2 separate regions of the Pan troglodytes genome follow, and region 1 is linked to region 2. The links are chromatin contacts, called in public Hi-C maps. All regions are on one chromosome and are shown on one strand. Each heading gives the region's core, a stretch centred on a gene start, on an enhancer-like site or on the middle of the called end of the contact. The rest is flanking DNA. Distances are from core to core; before and after follow the strand shown.

Region 1 (6,559 bases), core at 2,029-4,528, 270 kb after region 2:
CCTAAGTGTTTTATGTAGCTATTTCCCTCTGACTAGATTGTAGAGTGTGGGTGATGTAGTTTGGATGTGTGTCCCCACCCAAATCTCATATATTGAAATGTAATGCCTGGTGTTGGAGGTGGAGCCTGGTAGAATGTGATTAGATCATGGGGGCAGGTTTCTCATGAATGGTTTAACACTATTCCACTTGGTACTATCTTCACCATAGTGAGGGAATTCTCCTGAGATCTAGTCATTTAAAAGTGTGCCCCTTTGCCTTCCATGAGTGGAAGCTTCCTGAGGCCTCCCCAGAAGCAGATGCCACCATGCTTCCTGTACTGCCTGCAGAACCATGAGCAAATTAAACCTCTTTTCTTATAAATTACTCAGTCTTAGATATTTCTTTATAGGAATGCAAGAATGGACTAATGCAGGGGGTCTACCTAAAACTTTTGCAAACTTCTTTTTCATGTCTAATGTATGGTTGTGGTAGACAGAATTCTAAGATGGTCCCATGAGTCCCAGTCCCTGGAATTCATGCTCTGTATAATTCCCTTCCCTTAAGTATGGACAGGAACTGTGACTCACTTCTAGTTAACAGTATATGGCAAAGGTGAAAGAATTGTGCAGATGCAACTAAGATCCTGTGAAAGAAAAACAGAATATAGGGACTGTGAACTCACTATGCCATAAGGAAAGTTAAGCTTGGAAACTCAGTCACCAATACTGTCTTTTTTGTTGTCGTTGTCCCCAAACTGATAGCTGTAATTTCATAATCCCAAGACATAGCATCATTTCCTCTACTCCCTCTTTTCACATGTTTACTTTATCTTATGTAAAATGTAGATTTACTGAGGCTAATCAGAGCCTCAAAAGAATGGAACCATCTGCCTCAGTGTCTACCCTCTCTTCCTTTTTTTTTTCTCCTGCTTGCTCTTTCTTTTTTAAATAAAGAATTTCCCAAAACCCCCTTTGGAAAAAGCATAGGTTACAGATGCTCTTGTGAGTTGCATTTTTTTCCCAGACGTGTTCTCAACCTTGGCTAAATGATCGCTAACCCACAGAGATCTGCCTCAGTCACTTTTTGGTTTGCAGTCCCAAGTCAGTTGATTTTAGTTAATCAAAAAGGGGTTAAGACTATTTTCAGTGGGCCTCACTTAATCTGGTGATTGTCCTTAAAAGATGGGCTGGGGCCTCCCTGAGGTACAGAATTGTCCTTGCTGGCTTGATGTAGTAAGCAGTCTGCTGAGGAAGCCCACATGGGAAGGGATGGAGGTGACTTCTAGAAGCTGAAGGCAACTCCAGCCAACATCCAGCAAAAATGTGGGGCTGTCAGTTATATGGTTATGAGGAAAATAATTCTGCAAACAATCTGGATGAGCTTGGGATCAGATCTTCTCCAGCTGAGCCTCCAGATAAAAACAGCCTAGTTGACACCTTGATTGCAGTCTTCTGAGACCCAGAGCCAAGGATCCAGCTAAGCTGTGCCTAGACTCCTAACTCCTGGGAACTGTGAGATAATAAATGATTAATTGTTTTAAGTTACTTATTGTGTTACTCCATTCTCACAATGCTATAAAGAAATACCTCATACTGAGTAATTTATAAAGAAACGAAGTTTAATTGACTCACAGTTCTGCAGGCTATATAGGAAGCATGACTTGAGAGGCCTCAGGAAACTTACAATCATGGTGGAAGATGAAGGGGAAGCAGGCTGTCTTACACGGCTGGAGCAGGAGGAAGAGAGGGTGGGAGGTGCCACACACTTTTAAACAACCAGATCTCCTGAGAACTCTATCAGGAGAATAGCACCAAAGGAAGAAATCTGTCCCCATGATCCAATCACCTCCTACCAGGCCCCAATTCCAACACTGGAGATTACAATTCAACATGAGATTTGGGTAGGGACACAAATCCAAACCGTATCACTAATGTTGCAACTTCTTTTTAGAAACAAGATGAATCCCACTTACAATTTGGTTTGGAAGTCAAGAATAACAGCGCCATACATATATCAAGAGCTTAGGAAAAGTTTTATTATTGATATATTCTCAAGGTTTTTTTGGGAGGACAGAAAATGCCTCCTAAGCTGGTCTAAAAGTTATTTAAGAGGGCAAGTGTTCTGGGCTGAATTGTGTACTTCCCTCTTCTCCCAGCCAAATATATACATTGAACTCTTAACCCCCAGTATGTCAGAATGTGGCTATATTTGGAGATAGAGTCTTTAGGGAGGTAATTCCAGTTAAATTAGGTCATTGAGGGTGGGCCTTAATCCAACACGACTGGTGTCCTCATAAGAAGAGGCAATTTAGATATGGAAAGGTACACAGGAGGATCATGTAAAGACACAGGGAGAAGATGGTCCCACAGTGGCTCCACAAGAAACCAACTCTGCTGACTTGTGGCCTCCAGAATTGTGAGAAAACAAATTTCCATTTAAGCCACCCAATCTGTGGTAGTTTTGTTCCCGGACCAAACTGAGGGTCAGGCTGCTATTTCTTGCTGCCAATAATGAGATGTCGATGAACTGGGGATGAAGAAAGTTTTTATTTCTGTAACCAGTTACAGGCAGAAGGCCTGGAAATTATCACCAGACCAACTCAAAATTACAAAGTTTTTCAGAGTTTATATACCTTATAAGCTATATGTCTAAATGTAAGTGTACATTCATCTGAAGATATAAATGTTTCTTTATCAGCATTTGGAACATGCCAGGCAAATAGTAAACACTCAATATCATCTACCATCAGCCTCAGCCTGGGGCCTCACACCCATCTTCTTTTATCTAAAATTCTGAATTAGCTATGAATATTCTCATTTTACGAATGAGGAAAGAAATGTGATCTGAGCTAATGCCTTGTGTCAACAGGTATATTACACTAAGATGGAGAATGATATACTGAAGCTGCGTTTGCCTTTAACGTGTGTATAACTTCGAGAAAAAAGCCAAGGCTGGACGGTCGCAGTCACGCTGCATCCGGCGACAGGGGGCGGTGTGTCCTGCGAAAAGTCAAAACGCCGGAAGCTGCCCTTAGTGTTTTTCAGCCTCTTGGTCTTAGGGAAAGTGAGGCCGTGTTTTACATCCAACATATTATTATTCTGATAATATGTGACTTGGCGCCACGCGCACTCTGCACTTAAACACGCACTTAAGGGATAAACATATACGACTGAAAAAGAGTTTCGCCCTTGGTAGGCAGTGTATGGGGCGCGCAGCTGCAATCTGCAAACCCTTGCAGGGCGAGGGGTTTCGTCCACCCGCTCAAGTACGCAAAGAACCTCCATTCTCTGCCATACAAAGCACTCCTGGCCCAGAGAGCAGGAAAGAGCATCAGCTAGGCCCAGCTAGGCGGCGCCCTCGGCCGGACCCTGAAGGTCAGGGCCGCTGGGCGTCCACGCCGCCTGGGTCCCAGTCCCCGTCCCATCCCCCGGCGGCCTAGGCAGCGTTTCCAGCCCCGAGAACTTTGTTCTTTTTGTCCCGCCCCCTGCGCCCAACCGCCTGCGCCGCCTTCCGGCCCGAGTTCTGGAGACTCAACATGAAGCTACCGGCCAGGGTTTTCTTTACTCTGGGGTCCCGGCTGCCCTGTGGCCTCGCTCCTCGGCGGGTAAGGCGGCCGGGGGCGCGGGGAGCGAGGACAGGGCGTCCCGACGCGCAAAGAGAGAGGACAGGGCGTCACGGGGGCTCGGGGAGCGAGGACAAGGCATCCTGGGGCGCAAAGAGAGAGGACAGGGCGTCCCGGGGGTTCGGGGAGCGAGGACAGGGCATCCCGAGGCGCAGAGAGAGGACAGGGCGTCCCGGGGGCTCGGGGAGCGAGGACAGGGTGTCCCGGGGCTCAAAGAGAGAGGACAGGGCGTTCTGGAGCGCTAAGAGAGCACAGAGCAACCCGGGGAGCGAGAGAGAGGACAGGACGTCTCGGGGCGCAAGAGAAAGGGCAGGAAGTCTTGGGGCACAAAGAGAGGACCCGGCGTCCCTGGGGCTCAGGGAGCTAGGACAGGGCGTTTTGGGGCGCAGAGAGAGAGGACGACCAGGTCCCGGAGCGAAGGGCAACGCCGGGAGTGAGCACCGGGGCCCGGGTCGTATTCCACTGTCAGATGAAGCCCTGATGTGTGTAGGGGAATAGGGAAGAGACGTGATTTTCGAAGTTTTCACAGTTCTGCAAGTTTCCAACTTGTGTGTAAATAGGTAGAAAGAGGTAGGGAAGGATACGGCGCCCGTCCCCCCCTTAAGGAGTGAGAGGGGATCAGGCCGAGCGAGCACTGACCTTTGACGTCCTTTGTTGTGAGGAAAGTCCATCTATGTGTTAGTTATGGAATTAAACACTAACACAAACAACTTATCATAAAAATGAAACAAAAACAAAACCCCAGCTGTTTATAGACTCGCCTTCCCAGATGTATAGCTGGGAGAGGTCCGTCTCACACTGGCTTCCCCCTCTCTCTGGCCCACACTCCTGTCACCGTCTCCATTGCACCCATAGTGGAAATAGCTAGGAAGTGAAAACAGCTAGGAAGAAGAGAAACAAAAACAAAAAGAAGCAATAATATCCAAGACAAGCCCTCCCCACATCTAAATTACAAAATTGTTATAAGTAAACTAAAAAGCACATTTTCTTTAGCCAGGTAGAAAAATTAATATGTCAACTGTGAAAAAACTTGTTTTGATTTGATAGAATAGACAGCCATGGTGTTGTTTTTCAAAAAATATGGGCAGCAGTAGTTCCAAATAGGAATACAAAGAATTAGTATGGTGGTTCCCTCAAGTAAGGTATCTTTCTTTTAAAAAGTGAGATTTGTTCAGGGTTAGGGTTTTGCTGATTTTTTTTCTCTCCCTGTGAAAACTGGATTATAGATCATTATAAAGGAAGCCCATATTTTCTGATACTTTTCAGAGACATTTCTCATTTGAAATCTACAACAGCTCTGTGATGTCTTCAGAGATTTCATTTTTTAACACACATCATTAGGATTGTAGCAATAAGGTCATACAGACCTTATCCGAGCTCTTCTGACACCATTAGACAATACAGTTTGAGAAGGAGAAAATGAACTCATTTAAAAATTAATTGTAATCTGACAATTTTGAAATTCCTTTGCTGAAGAAAAATATGGAAGTTTTGAGGTTGGGGGTTGGGAGGCAAGAGAGGTACCTGTTAGTGTGGTTTGTCCCCTTCCTAGCACATGTAGCCTCAAGTTTGAATTCCTGGGAGAAGAAAAGTCTTTACATCTGTGATGTGGGAGGTTGTTCCAGGGAACATCATGTTTTTGTGGGCAAATACAAGTTGTTATAATTAAAACCCCTAATTTGAATATTTTTGTTACCAAGAACCAAGGCAAATGTTTAATTTGTTATAAAACCTGTTTGTGAAGTGCTGTGTTAAATTGTGCTGCTGGCTAATAGGCCTCATTTCAATTTAATAAATATTTATTGAGGACTGGCTTTATGTCTGGCCCTGTGCTATGCCCTGAGACTCAAAATTTAAAAAATACGAGCCCTGCTCTCAACTGCTCTCAAGTTGCTCTCAGTTCTATTGAGGAAAACATTCAGTCATTCAGTTGTTTATGAGGAAACACTAATTAATTAATTACCTATTAAGTATTGGGCATTCTTTGGCAATTTGTGGTTGAAAGACATTCCTGCCTTCAATGTACTATAGTCTCATATATGTTTTTTAAGCCACAAATAATAACCAATGAGTAGGCCTTGAAATCAATTTAGTGGAGCAAAACAGCACTTTGGGAGGCTGAGGCGGGTGGATCATTAGATCAAGAGATCAAGACTATCCTGGCCAACATGGTGAAACCCTGTCTCTAGTAAAAATACAAAAATTACTGGGTGTGGTTTCACACGCCTGTAGTCCCAGCTACTTGGGAGGCTGAGGCAGGAGAATCGCTTTAACCTGGGAGGCGGAGGTTGCAGTGAGCCGAGGTCGCGCCACTGTAGTCCAACCTGGCGATAGAGTGAGTGAGACTCCATCTCAAAAAAAAAAAAAAAAAATGGAATAGAATAGGATATATCTAAATTCATCTCATGTAGTAAGGTTGTTCATTTTGTGAAACTTAAAAAAAAATTTACCATTCTTCCTTTTTTGATTCATTCTTTGATTACTATCATGCACACTGCCATGTTTCTTTTCCTTTTGTTTTTATCAAGAGTAATAACTATCCAACCTGATCAACATGGTGAAACCCTGTCTCTACTGAAAATATAAAAATTAGCCGGGCGTGGTGGCGCGCGCCTGTAATCCCAGCTACTCAGGAGGCTGAGGCAGGAGCTACTCAGGAGGCTGACGCAGGAGAATCACTTGAACCTGGGAGGCAGAGGTTGCAGTGAGCCAAGATCACGCCATTGCACTCCAGCCTGGGCAACAAAGTGAGACTCCATCTCAAAAAGAAAAAAAAAAAGAATAGTAACTATCAAGAGTAAAATCACTATTTTTAGAAAAATGATTCCTGGCCAATATTCAGCAATACAGTTAACAAAGTAAGATATGACCTCAAACTGGCCACCTAGAATTAACTTGGGTTAGCATTTGGTGTATATCATTCCAGGCATCTGTTCTGGTAAAAGGATGGATAGGCA
Region 2 (5,886 bases), core at 1,054-3,553:
AGGCTGAGGCAGGAGAATCGCTTGAACGTGCAGTGAGCCGAGATCGCGCAATGCACTCCAGCCTGGGCAACAAGAGCAAAACTCCGTCTCAAAAAAAAAAAAGTAATTTTTACTAGGACTCATTGTAAGAAATATGTTCTGTAACACAACCCAGTACACACACATATGTGTTTATTTTAAAGACATGATATGATATATATATAATTGAAACCAAAATTTGATGAAACTATGCCTACTCTTACTTCCTGAAATGCAATATTTCATATTCTATTTTATTGTTTAATAACTACTGATCACTCCCTACAAAATTGATTTCAAAATCCACTGAGAGTCATGACCTGAAGTTTGAAAACAAGAAACATTTATTTTTACCACCATGGAAAATTTTGGAGGATTAAGTAAGATAACATATGCAGAGCATTTAGCATAACTCCTGGCACATACCATGTGCTAAATTCATGGTAGCTATTTTTATGTATCTTTTTGAAAACTAGCTGCAATTGTGGAAGGCAAGGACAATGAGGGGAAAACCCTGACTGGGCTATAGATGAATTTATTGTCAGTTAGGTCTGTCCTTGGTAGTGAGATGGGGAATTTCTCCAGTATCTTTAACTTGTGCTGCAATGGAAATGTGTATGCAGAAAGAGAGCTGACTCATGGTTATCTCTTCTCCACTACAAAAAATTGCAAATTACAAGTTATTGTGCCTCACCACTGGAAACCTCAGTAAATTCCAAATTATTGATCCATATTTACATCCAATACTTACACTGGATACGATGATGTATATAGAACTGGTCTTCAAAAGGAGTCCTGCTGGGATGAAGTGTTCATTTTTTGTTGATGCTTTATCAAATTACCACAAACTTAGTGGCTTAAAACAATGCAAATTTATTATCTTATAGTTCTAGAGGTCAGAAATCTGGACAGAGTCTCACTGAGCTAAAATCATGGTGTCAGTAGGGCTGGGTTGCTTTCCAGCAGTTCTAGGTGAGAACCCATTTCCTTACCTTTTCCAACTTCTTGAAAGAAGCCACCTGTATTGCTTGGCTCATGGCCCCTTCTTTCATCCTCAAAGCCAGAAACAGCAGGTTGAATCCTTCTCACATCACGTCACTCCAACTCTGACACTGACTCCATTGTCACATATCCTTTTCTGGCTCTTCTGCCCTCTTCCATCTTTGAAAAACCTTTGTGATTACACTGGGTCCACCTGAGTAATTCAGGATAATCTCCCCATTCAAGATCCTTGACTCAATCACATCTTCAAAGCCCTCTTGCCATGTGAGGTAATATCAGAGGTGCTGGAACATTTGGTGGGGTTGGGGCAGTAGGCAACTATTCTGCCTAACACAGGACATAAACCACAAAAAAGAGCAAATAAGATGCAACAACAATAATGATAACACTGAACATTCACTATATGGCAGGCATTGTGCTGAGTAAATTATTTGCCTTGACTCACTTTCTAGGTGAGAAACCAAGACTCCAAAAGATAATGCAAAGTACAGAGTTATACAGATAGAAAGTGGCAAACCCAGGTCTGCCAGACTTCAAAGATCATACTCTCAACCACTTTATTACACATAACAAAATACCAAATCTATACACAATTAGTGGTTTGCAACTTTTCTCTATTAGGAATTCCTTTTGCTATTTTCCCTCCAGGGACCTGATCTTGAAAAATTTTGTAAATTAAACAGCAAAACATTTTATTAACCTAAGCCAAACTTCTGATTCCAACATCTGATAGCTTTGAGCTAAACTCTTTGTCTCTTTTGGGACTTACATAGTTCTAACCCCCTCAAAAAAAATGCAATTAACATTTTATTTTACATATCTTGGCATCATTTTGGAATCCTAAAAACAGGAACTCAAATAACCACCTTTATAGATACCTGATGAGTTGTTTCAGGTTGAAGTAATGATCCAAGAGTTCAGAGAAGGAGCTTGATGGTGGTGGTGTAGTCAGAAGAAGTGGAATATAACCTCAGTCTCAAAGAAGCAGAAATTTCCAATGAACTAGAGAAGAAGGAAGAATACAAATAGCGTCTAGGAAGTGAGAACAAGTAAATCTAGGGAAGCTTGTTAGGAAAAACTGGAAAAGAAAATTTAAGTAGAGAATAAATAAAGCATTCAGGCTTTGAAACACAGGTAAATACAGTTACATTTAACCAGATAGGAAAATACAGAATCTGGAAAGTTTCTGGGCCACAAAGTGCCACACAGTAAAATCAGGCATCTGCTCCTGGCATGCTTAAGAGCTCAGAATAAAGGACTTCCCCATTCTGCCCCATCCCCCACTGTAAAGCTCACTGGCTTAAAAAACTGCTCCTTCCGCTATTATCTACCTCATTCTAAGCATCAACTCTAGGTGGGGCTGGTGCCTAGGCATTTTATAATTACTTTTCTATGTCTGCCTAACTTGGCTGAGAACCTACTTCAGAACTGACTCAAAAATCTCACAGATGCTGTCATTCACCCTCAGGATCTGTGTTTAAGAATAGAGTCACAAGGCCTATGCAATCCAACTCAGCCCAGGGTCTGGCTTAGCCAATGCCTGCCAGCTGGTCTCATCCCCACACCCCAGGCCCCCACTTCATCACCAGTACATTGGCATCAATATTTATCTTTTCAAATTGACATGCAATTTAAAAGAATGTTTTTATCTCACAGATCAGCAGGTATCCTATTATTATCTAGTTTTATGCTGATTTTTTAGGAGCTAACTAATGAAAAGACTCAATCATTGTTTTTGTGGGAAGATGTTGAAACTTTACCCTTTCTGGGCAATCTGTGCTTCACTATTGTTTCACTATATTTGTAATATTCAAAACCTCAATAGTCAAAACAAGCATCCCATAATGCCAAAGCAGCCAACCCATTGCATTAGTGCTATGAGTGGTAACTGAGGCAAAAGAAGACCCTTAGAATTCTCTAAATGTTTTGAGGTTTAGGGAAAGAGTTGTATTAGAAAACAATCCTTAATCAGGTTGAGATTTAACTGCATTCAAAGTCAGTGTTAAATTCTTGCTAAGAGATTTGATGTTATACATGAGATTATATAAACAGGTACAAGTCACAGCAAATACAGGAGAGATAATAAACCAAAACTGACTGTCACAACTAGATCCTGAAAGCCAGTTTGGTAACTCTGGCACATTTTGCCAATTTCCATGTATAAGATCACATGCTACACTGTATGAATGAAAGTATTACATCCAATTAACTGATCTGCCTGTCATATGTTAGTCAGTAGAGAAATATTTATTGAACACCCCACAGATGAGTAATTTTAGAAACTATGTTAATAGCAAAACATCTAAAGGTAGAATAATTGCTACTTTTTCTGCATGTGCCTAGCACAGTGTTCACCCTCAAAACAACACTAAGCTGGAAAAGAGAAAACCTTAGAGCAGAGCCAGGATCCAAAACTAAAATTAATTAATGTACCACAGTTCATGAAGCAGTTCCACATGCATTATCGTATTCACTCCTCCTATAACTCTTATAAATGAGAAAAGTGAGTTTCAGCAAGGATGGGCAATGGGAATACTAAAATAGAAACTGAACTTAAAACCAAGCACAATCCTGTTAACACGTTTTTATATGTGTGATTTAGGTTAGGCATACATTATGCAGATTTTTAGAGCCTTTGCACATCTGCCTACAAGTTATGAATACAAAATTACTAATTCATATTATGGTACTCACATATTAAAACATTTTATTGCCCCAGAGTATAAGAGGATGCACACATGATTAACCATGACCATACATTAAAAATGTACCATCCAGACTCTGGAAAAACTTTTTCTTGTCTGTGGTAGCAAAAATAGTCATCTCGTTTAAACTGCACCTTCAGATCTTCTCCTTCCATAAATTTTCCTCGATAATTTATTCCCTACAAAATACTACTGATTTGATTCTTCATTCACTACCTCCCTAGTCTTCTTCTCATTTTAGCATGAATATTACTGAATCTCTTTACAGTGTTTCTGTTAAATATTTGTGTAGATATACATACGTATACTCTGCTGTCTTCCATGTAAGCTGCTTAATAACTAAGCTATCTTAGACATTTAATTTAGATGTGTGTACCATTTGATTACTCACTAAATAGAAATTTACATAATCCCTTTATTCTAACAAGTTTACTACCTTATCACAAAGCAAATCTAAAGAAAACTGCAAACCTGGCAAGGTGGCTCATACCTGTAAAAACCAGCAATTTAGGAGGCCAAGGTGGGCGGATTGCCTGAGCTCAGGAGTTTAAGACCAGCCTGAGTGATATGGTGAAAACTTGTCTCTATAAAAAATACAAAAATTGGCCAGATGTGGTGGTGCATGCCTGTAGTCCCAGCTATTTGGGGTGCTGCGGTGGGAGGATTACCTGAGCCTTGAGCGGTCCAGGCTGCAGTGGGCCATGTCTGAGCCACTGCACTCCAACCTGAGTGACAGAGTGAGACACCGTCTCTAAAACATATTAAAATAAATAAAACTGGAAATTTATGTTATTTGGTTCTGATGTTTACATGTCCAGCTTTGGGCTCTGAAACAGCACCAATGCCATAGACAAAATCCTTAGAGAAGTCAGAGGAGCCACCTCTCTGACTGAGATAGAGAGAGGGCTCCTGGCTGAGTAATAACTACTGTATGAATTTGTCAATGTCCTCTAGTCAAAGACCACCAGCAACACATCTGCAGTTCTATAAAACTGGGTTTATTAATTCATTGCAAGGGGGAGAAACAAATACCATGGGAGACCCTTGAGCATATCAGTAAGAAGGTGTTAGAAAAAACTTACAGGATTTGAGTTTGTGGTAGGTGATTTGGGGGAGCTTTCAAGAAAATGGGGATCTTCCCTGGACTGGATGTTGTACAGAAACAGGGGGAATTCCCTGATTAGGTATCTTAATTATTCTTATCTAAACATTGAAAGGAATGAAGTAAGCTAATGCTATAATTGGAAAGAATCAGCAGTTATTCATTATTAGCCAGGAAAGGTGAATGTTCACTCATTTTCATGGATTGGACAGTGTTCTTATTTTTCTCTGTTCTGAAATGATCATGAAGTAGTCTAATTTCCATCTTGCTCCATTATAGTCACAAAGAGATCATGTGTGAAGTTTGTGTTCTGTGAAAATGTATATATTCAACAAGAGAACTCCACAGCTTCACTGTGAGTGCTAAGCCAAGTCTTAGCCAGTAGTGCAAACTAGATAAGAAAGCTTTGCTCAAAGGGCAGAACTGGTCAGAAAACAACAATTATTATTGTCATTATTTATGAATATTGACAGGCTTATAAAGTCCTTATATATTCATTGTGTAACTTGAGCCTCTCAGAACAATCTTGGAAGATAAATAGACCATAGTACCTCCACATTGCACAACTTCAGGGGCCCCACTGATCATGTATTCCATGTGAATGATACCTCCCCACTGTGAACAACATCCCCACTGGAGTTGTGCAAAAATGGCTGCCCTGGAAGGGCAGACATTTCTATTCTGTTTGACAACTATTAAAATTGAGCCAAAGAAGGTTCCTGAGTGCTCTTTATGTCCCAATAAACTCCACAGTTTTGTCATGTTCAGCTGCTGACGTTGGATCCCTGATGCAGTCATAGTTCCCCCTTCCAGAGAATTGCACCAGCCCGCCCTGTGATGACCTAGATTACACAGGCTACTACAATAAGAACAGCTCCGCCTTCTTCTACAACTGTATCTGCCCAAAACAGGATGTTAAAAAGGTTACTGAACTTATAACCTCCTTTCACAGTCACTTCTTAAGAAGTGTGTGTGTGTTGCCTAAAAAGTTTTTTTTTTTTTTTTTTTTTTTTTTTGAGACGGAGTCTCGCTCTGTCGCCCAGGCTGGAGTGCAGTGGC

Evidence for each region. Hi-C and Micro-C count contacts between places; a contact is called where the count stands out from the background.
Region 1: a contact with region 2 is called in a Hi-C map of stem cell-derived neural progenitor cells, with 4 times the contacts expected there. The contact joins the promoter of DECR1 here to the enhancer-like site in region 2. A contact is called at or near these places in 4 of 7 Hi-C or Micro-C datasets (blood, induced pluripotent stem cells and stem cell-derived neural progenitor cells), 1 of 1 datasets of contacts at active chromatin or transcription factors (stem cell-derived excitatory neurons) and 1 of 1 other capture datasets (stem cell-derived neural stem cells).

What each region holds. Positions count from the first base shown.
Region 1 is chr7:100,256,560-100,263,118 of NHGRI_mPanTro3-v2.0_pri, forward strand. It overlaps DECR1 (2,4-dienoyl-CoA reductase 1), which reads left to right and starts at 3,279. Exons shown (of 10, transcript XM_001138969.4): 1 at 3,279-3,584. The coding sequence starts at 3,516. It overlaps NBN (nibrin), which reads right to left and starts at 4,464. Exons shown (of 17, transcript XM_063816403.1): 1 at 4,242-4,464.
Region 2 is chr7:99,982,603-99,988,488 of NHGRI_mPanTro3-v2.0_pri, forward strand. All of the region lies in intron 1 of LOC134810891, which reads right to left. Among named protein-coding and RNA genes, the nearest start is that of RIPK2, 30 kb to the right of the region's middle. Within about 2 kb of position 2,304, at least 11 of the 24 cell types and tissues checked have an H3K27ac peak or open chromatin away from gene starts, as enhancers often do. A contact at or near this core is called in induced pluripotent stem cells, stem cell-derived excitatory neurons and stem cell-derived neural progenitor cells, where this site is marked.